Linked DNA regions of Mus musculus: region 2 is linked to region 1. A link is a contact called in public promoter capture Hi-C data. All regions are on one chromosome and are shown on one strand. The core of a region is the stretch at or near the end of the contact, and the rest is flanking DNA. Distances in the headings are between cores, read along the strand shown.

Region 1 (3,652 bases), core at 597-3,096:
AAGTCGGCAGCATGGCTCACCAGAGAGTCCAGGAGGGTGTCCAGTTCTGGACCAAACACATCCCCATCTGAGAAGTCATCTAGGCCCTCGGTGCCGGGGAGTGTCCTGCTGCTGCCATCCAGTGGGGCCAGGAGGTCCAGAACATGAGGGAACAGGGGCATCGTGGGAGTGGAGGGGAGCAGGGCTGGGGAGCCTCGGAGATCCACGTAGCAGTCTGTGGAGGGAGTGAGCTCAGAGCTGAAAGGAGCCCGTGTGGTGGGGGTGTTGCCCAGTCACTAAGCTAACGCCTTCCCTTCTTCCCATTCCACAAGGATCTGGGTTCCCTATTCCCTGCCCCAGGGGCAATGGCTCAGAGGTAGTCAAGGAGGAAAGACAGCCTGAAGCTGTGGAAGGGTTCTGATTGCCTTGGCACTCCTCAAATACCCACCAATGTCACCTTTCTCTGGGACCAGCAGTGCCTTCTTCAAGCACTTATTACTCGAGCAGAGAAAAGGAAGTAGGAAGTGAGGGTTCTAACACAAGGTGTCCGACACGGACAGGCATGAATGAAGGACGGAGACAAGCTGAGGAGGAAGCCGTGCTCGTTCCTGGCCTGCCTCAGGGAAGCCCTCCCGGTGTCTCACCCCACACAGCTGAGACATACCTGTTTCGATGTCATCTATAGATCCCAATCCGTTAGAAGTTCCCTGTGAGAGGAAAGATGTAGGGTGGAATGGCCTCACATTTCCACCAGGGTACACTGAGGGCCACTCACTGGGGAACGACTGCCTATCACAGGTAGGCTGGCTTTTCAGCCAGGGTCCGAGCAGGCGTGGGCTGAGACAGGGGTGGGGTAAACTAGCTTGGTAGGTACATTTCAGGGGAGCAATGGCCCCAGGGCAGGGGTACACCTCTGAGGTACCTGGAAAAGGGTAGAGTCTTATCCATGCCCTGAGGCGAGAGAGGGTTTTGGGCTCTTTTGGTTTTGTTTTTGAAACAGGGTCTCAAAAGCCCTGGGTGCCCTGAAATTCACTATATAGATAAGGCTGGCCTTGAACTCGGAGATCCACCTGCCTCTGCCTCCCAATTGCTGGGATTAAAGGTAGTGACAAGGATTTTACCAGGCCTTCCACACTACAGATGGTTTCTTAGAGGAATGTGTGCCCCCCCCTCCCCGGCTCAGCCCCCAGCCTCACAGGAAGCTAATCTCCCTCCAAGGAGAACGTCATCTTAGGTGGGAAGTCCATCCCCATTGCAAAGACAGAACAGAATTCACAGGTCAGGCAGCAACCTGGCCGGCTCCTCCTGGGGTGCGGGGGTGGGGGGTTGTTCCAGAGAGCCTGTACTCTGCAGCCGCACAGTACTGGGGTCAGAGCCCTGTCTGGGATGGGAAATGCTGGAGCTTGCTCTTTGGTCTGGCCAAGTCGGCAACCTATCTGGACTTGTTTCCTCGGGTGTAAAGTAAGGATTCAGCAGTCACACTGCCTGAAACTGGCAGAGATGAGGCACCTCAGCAGAGTGCCTGGCATGCTCAGCACTAACCATGTGAATAACATGTGCTGCCGGGAGGTTGGCCTGCAATGAACTCCTCTGCCTTGTTCCAGCCACAAGGGACAGAAGTCATTCCTCTACCCAGAATGTGCTCTCCCCCCGACCCCGGGCCTTTATCATCCTTACGAGGCCCAGGCTGACCCTGTGTCCTTCTTGTCTCTGTGGAGACTGGGAGAAGGCCCAGACACTCACTGTTAGTCACCGCTTGAAGGTTAGCAGTAGCAACAATTGCAACACAACCCATCCAGCCCCGCATCACCGACCCTGCTTGGCCAGCACTCCACGAGATGTTCCACGGCCCAAATATTGGTCAAAAGTGCAATTCCTAGGTCAGAGTAGGGCTGTCTAACGCCTGCCCTGACCCTGTCTGTTCTGTCCACTCCTTGGAGCCAGGAGCTCTTTCAGCCCCACCCCCGAGCCTGTCCACAGATGGCACAGTGAACATGTGCGGTGTTTGTATATCACAGCTAAGTTGCATAGACCAAGGCTACCAGGATGGTCACAGAGCTGCTTTTACATACAGAAAGGAGGCGAGGGGGTCCAGGCAATGATGGCCCACACCTTTAATCCCAGCACTTGGGAGGCAGAGGCAGGTCAGTCTCTGGGTTCTAGGTCAGCCTGATCTACAGGCTGGATGGAGCCAGGATAGCCAGGGCTACACGTGCTTGGGGTGTGGGGGTGGCGAGAGGAGACAAAGGAGGCCCCAGTGAATGCTTCTAAGGACAGTGCAGCCTAGGCCCTGCAGAACAAGTGGCTTCCAGCCCTCCTGCCACCCTTTCTGTCCATGTTTCTCTCTCCCAGTCCTCTTGCACAGAACCCTACTAGTAACATCCACTTAGCAATAAAAGGCCAAGAAGGGTGTTCTCAGGATCTGACCCTCACACATGCGGCTTCAGAGCTAACTCTCCTGAACCCTGAGGAGGAACTGACTCTACCAGTGGCCTCAGGAATGTCCCTTGCTCTCCTGACTACGGGCCTGTGAATCCTGTTGCTTGTCTACCTGGCTAACGCTATCCCCCCAGCTGGGTGAGACTGCTCTGCACCACGAGTTTACAGTCTTCAGGGTGTCTTGCACTGTAAGCTCCGGGGCTACTGTGCCTTGTAAATACTGAGAACAGCGTGTGAGCACAGCCCTGGCCACCTAGTTCTAGGCACACATACAGAGTGACCAACTGGCCAGAAAACGAGTCCTGTGCTGGAGAAGCCCGTGAGGAATGCAGCAGCTGAAGGAAGCCCATGTGTGACCATGTATCATGTACCCTGTGCCATTTCTCCTGTAGGCACCACAGGACACCAGGAGCAGGCCTAGACACTACCTGGCGCCTGCTCCTGAGTTCTCAGATGCTTCCTGGACTGAGGCAAGCCTGGCCTTATCATCTCTACTTCGACTGGCCTCCTCACGGAGCCCCATCACTGTGACCAGTCCTGGCCTTTGTGGATGTGGCTAGATGCACCAGTAAAGAGTAGCCAGGGGCTGGGGGGCCTTGTGCCAGACATGGGAAGGTTTGTGGTCTACTGCTTGGGGTCACCCTAATGACCCCAGAGCTCTTGGGAATAGATGAAGAAGACAGGCTGGTATAAAGTTGGAGAAACATTTGGAGTCTCAGACCCCTCCCTACCTGATCTGTTAAGCCAGCTGGAGCGCCATTACTAAGCAGAGAAAACGTTTCCAATTCCTGCCAGAAATTGGGGAGAAGTGGGCAGAGATTAAGACTGTGGACATCAGCCAAGACAACACAGAGACCCTGACATCAGCTGTGGTCCATCCCGTCCCCCCAGGACTACCACTGCCTCTGGCTCTGGCTTCCAGAGTAACACTGTTTTTGTTTTTGTTTTTCCATCTTTCAAGGGTTACCTGGGCAGAGGATCTGAACACACACCCATCCCTGCGATCTGCCAGGCACCATCTCATACACTCTCTTGTTTCAGTCCTCCCTTGAGCTCCTGAGGTGGGTGTAATTATCTGCCTTCCAGATGCGGAAACGGGTGGAAACATGCACTAATGTGTTTAAGGTCGGGCCAGAGAAACTCAAGCCATATGTTCTGCGTCACGCAGTTTCCAGACACACGGCGGACGACAGTATTCAATGTGAAGGAGTCCAGCCGACACTAACATTCGGAC
Region 2 (3,618 bases), core at 807-3,306, 120 kb before region 1:
ATGTTTTTTAAGAGTCATGCTGAATGCTTAATAGGTGACAAAGAGCAGGCCACCACTCACAGCCCCACATTTTGGCATAAGAGCTGCCAAAGTGGCCTAAGCCTGTGACCTAAAATGGAATTGGGGATACCTGGATTGGGGTGTTCTCCATATCAACAGGCTAACCAAGGATAGGTCTATGTGCCTTTCTGCCCCATTGCAGAGAGACACTCTGGTCCTCAGAGATGTGCAACCCTGGCAGATCTGTCCTAAAGGACAATGCAGCAATCCATTCTTGGCTCTGGTTTCAGAGATGGGCATAGCCAGGGACCTAAGCACAGTCAGCCTGGCTCAGCTCCTCTAGAAGGAAGCAGTATCAAGGCCTGGGATGGAGTAGGGAGAAGAGCCATCCTGGAAGTGCAGAACAGATCCCACACATACAGGAAGGATGGCTAATAGACACGAACCAGGCTAGTCCTCAACAGTTGCCTTTAATGGAAGGAAGGCTGTACCTCCCTCATACACACACATGCAACAACTTTTTTTTTTTTTTTTGAGTCAAGGTCTTAATATGTAGTCCAGTCTGGCCTTGAACTCACAAAGATCTACCAGCCTCAGCCCCCCACCCCCTATTTTGGGACAAAAGGTGTGTGTTCCCCTGCCTGGCTGACTTTCATCTCTTTGAGAAAGGGTTTCACATTGTAGGTCAGGCTCTTTAGAACTCAGCTTTGTAGCCTAGGATGCCCTCAAGCTCACAACAACCTCTTGCTGCAGCCTCTTGAATGCTGGGATTACAGGTGTGCCTACTAAACATGGCTTTATGGACCGAATTATCTTCTGAAATAAACACCAGTTTGGTGTTCCCTTTCAGTACTTCCATCCTGCAGAGTTCCACTGTGCAGGAACTAAGCAGTGGTCTGGGCAGGGATGGGACGTGCTCTCCCTACTGATACAGGTGGTAGAGCATCATGGAATAGCAGAGCATCATGGTGGAGCAGGCCCACATCCCTACTGCACAGTTATCCAGGAGCTCTCACTGGGTGAGGATATTAATCATAATTCAAAGTATGTTATAACAGAACCTCACTTCACAAGGTCATGGTAAGTACTAGTAAGTTAATATCCTGATAATTTTTATATTTCTTATGGGAAATAGCTCAATTGGCATAGTGCTTGCTATGCATTCAATACTCCAGCACCATAAAAAATTATAATTATTTTTATTTTAAAAATACTTTAAAGCCAGGCGTGGTGGTGCACGCCTTTGATCCCAGCACTCGGGAGGCAGAGGCAGGCGGATTTCTGAGTTCAAGGCCAGCCTGGTCTACAGAGTGAGTTCCAGAACAGCCAGGGCTACACAGAGAAACCCTGTCTGGAAAAACCAAACCAAACCAAAACAAACCAAAAAAAAAAAACCAAAAAACTTTTAGATTGATTTCTGTATCTGAACATTTTGTTCCTATATCTGTCTACACCTCATGAGTACCTGGTGCCTGTGAAAGTCAGAACAGGGCTTTGCATCCCTGGATCAGCTCGCTATAAATAACTGGTCTTAACGCTTATGAGAAAGACAGTACACACAAAAACATTTTAATCCATGTAACTCAGTAGTACATCCAAGATTCCCCAACACCATATAAAGAACTACAGGCATGAATCAACAAATCTAACTTCTATCCCTTCCACCAAACATGGTCTACAGCATGTTGTAAACCGCACTTGTCTACCTCTCCCCCGTTACCCAGGATGACATGGCCACCAGAACTCTTGCTCAGCTCTCCCAAGCCTCATGTCAGCAGCAGGCCTGGAACATGCTGCCCCGTTCCCAGGGTGCATCCTGGGCTTGGGGCCCTTATAAAGGGAAGTTAAGCTGTGTATTACCTGGTGAATGATCCCAGATCCAGGCCTCCAGAAGCCCACACCATACTTGGCACCTGCAGTTGCCAGGAAATTATACACTTCCTGGTTTATGTCCTATTAAAAAACAAATCAATAACCAGAGCATTAGCTTGAGCTGTGATGATCTCATACTCTGTACTCTGCCCGCCATGGCACTGACATGCTGGTACTGTGAAGACAAGTCTTCTATTGCTGGGCTTCTAAAAATAATCCAGTGGGCTTGGCCATTGGCCTGGGGATTCAGTGGGCAAGCCCAGGGAGAAAGACAGGGGAGTAGACTGCTCTGGTGCTATGACACCTGGCCAGGGTGGTGATTTGGGAACAAGTCTGCCTTGCTCGCTGCCTGTTTCCTTGTAGAAGTAATAGGGTAGGCTAATTGCCAAGGGCTTGTCTGGCACTCAGTTTTCTAGTGAGGGCCAAAAACAAAGGGCTATGCCATGTCTATGAAGGTACAGGGTGATGGGGACTATCAAAGGGAAACAAAGGGACCAAGAGGACATCTTAGTTTTGCTTCTCCACTGAGTGGTGGGTACCTGTCTAGACTCTCAGCTAACACTTATTGATTGCAAATAATATTGTGGTAAACGGCCCCACAGCCCACTGCTGTCAAATCGACTTTAGATATGGAAAACCAGAGGCTCCAGTAAGGCCTGTCCAACTACAGACCTGGAGAATCCTGACATAATCCAAAGCTGTTGCCTCTGAAAAGGGTGTAAGATTCCACCCTTTCAGAAGGGTAGGTGCTCAGTTTCAGGGTTTATTGTGTTTAAGGCCCTACCTGGTTAGACACTGAACTGAAAAGGATGGGATCCAATATTCCCATTCCACCTGGCATTTGAAGGCAAACTTTATAAAATGAAGCACGACCGTGGACACATGAGGCTGACCAGTGAGTGACAAGAGGAACAGTGCCATGGGAGACTCTAGTGTTGAAAAGAGGAGCAGGTCCACACTTGATAAAAAACCTGAAACCAATTTCATTTAAACTCAAACCAGCCAGTTCATCCTTCTGAGAGTCCACTTGGTTCCCCAGATGAAAGAATGACAGGCAAGTTGTAACCAGAGAGGCCCCTTCCTTATTAATAATTAACACATTGGCCTTGTCTTTTACAAACCAGCTACTTGCAAAACTGGGACACATGGCAGGAGGGTGGGTATGACACTGAAATGGCCTGGCACTTTCTCTGGCTGTGTGATGCTAGACAGATCACTACTTGTCTCTGGGCTAGCTAGAGATTATAAATACATGCAGAACTGACCTATCGATCCCCTTCTAAATCTTCACATCATCTCTCTGATACTCGGGTTGAAAGTAAGCCACAGAGTAGTGAGAATTAGGAGCTTTAAGAGACTTTGCCCTCACGAATGCAAATTAACACTGTGACTATGGAGTGGCATCATATTATGGGAGTCAGGCTTGCCTGGTCTTCCCAGCTCCCCACATTTGCTTGCCCTTCCACCCACGATAGCACAAAGGTTCCTGCCCGGTGCCCTGGACTTTCCATCCTTCAGAATAGAGACAAAATGAACTTCTAGAGCATAGAGCTTCCCTCATCTCTAATGTCCTGTTAGGACAGCAGAAAACCAAGACTAAGGCAGGGTCTACCCATGACTCTGGATAGCAGAAACAGTCTTTCTCTGCCTGCCTCATTGTCTGTCTTTCCACAGGGCTCAAGTTTGCAGACCCCTTTTCATTGTATAAGTTAAGTTTCTAGTTGTCTTAGGGCCATTTTATATTCA

Evidence for each region. Capture Hi-C pulls out chosen DNA fragments and counts their contacts.
Region 2: a contact with region 1 is called in a promoter capture Hi-C map of liver. The contact joins two enhancer-like sites. A contact is called at or near these places in 1 of 15 datasets of contacts at CTCF or cohesin (large pre-B cells), 24 of 484 Hi-C or Micro-C datasets (the Ba/F3 cell line, the G1E-ER4 cell line, LSK cells and 5 more), 6 of 115 datasets of contacts at active chromatin or transcription factors (embryonic stem cells and epiblast stem cells) and 4 of 9 other capture datasets (adipose tissue, embryonic stem cells, liver and 1 more).

Annotation. Positions count from the first base shown.
Region 1 is chr15:81,772,840-81,776,491 of GRCm38.p6, reverse strand. It overlaps Zc3h7b (zinc finger CCCH type containing 7B), which reads right to left. Exons shown (of 23, transcript NM_001081016.2): 7 at 3,150-3,206; 8 at 644-686; 9 at 21-214. Among named protein-coding and RNA genes, the nearest start is that of Gm17597, 28 kb to the left of the region's middle. Within about 2 kb of position 1,846, at least 31 of the 459 cell types and tissues checked have an H3K27ac peak or open chromatin away from gene starts, as enhancers often do. A contact at or near this core is called in liver, where this site is marked.
Region 2 is chr15:81,897,464-81,901,081 of GRCm38.p6, reverse strand. It overlaps Aco2 (aconitase 2, mitochondrial), which reads right to left. Exons shown (of 18, transcript NM_080633.2): 4 at 1,861-1,953. Among named protein-coding and RNA genes, the nearest start is that of Aco2, 27 kb to the right of the region's middle. Within about 2 kb of position 2,056, at least 18 of the 459 cell types and tissues checked have an H3K27ac peak or open chromatin away from gene starts, as enhancers often do. A contact at or near this core is called in liver, where this site is marked.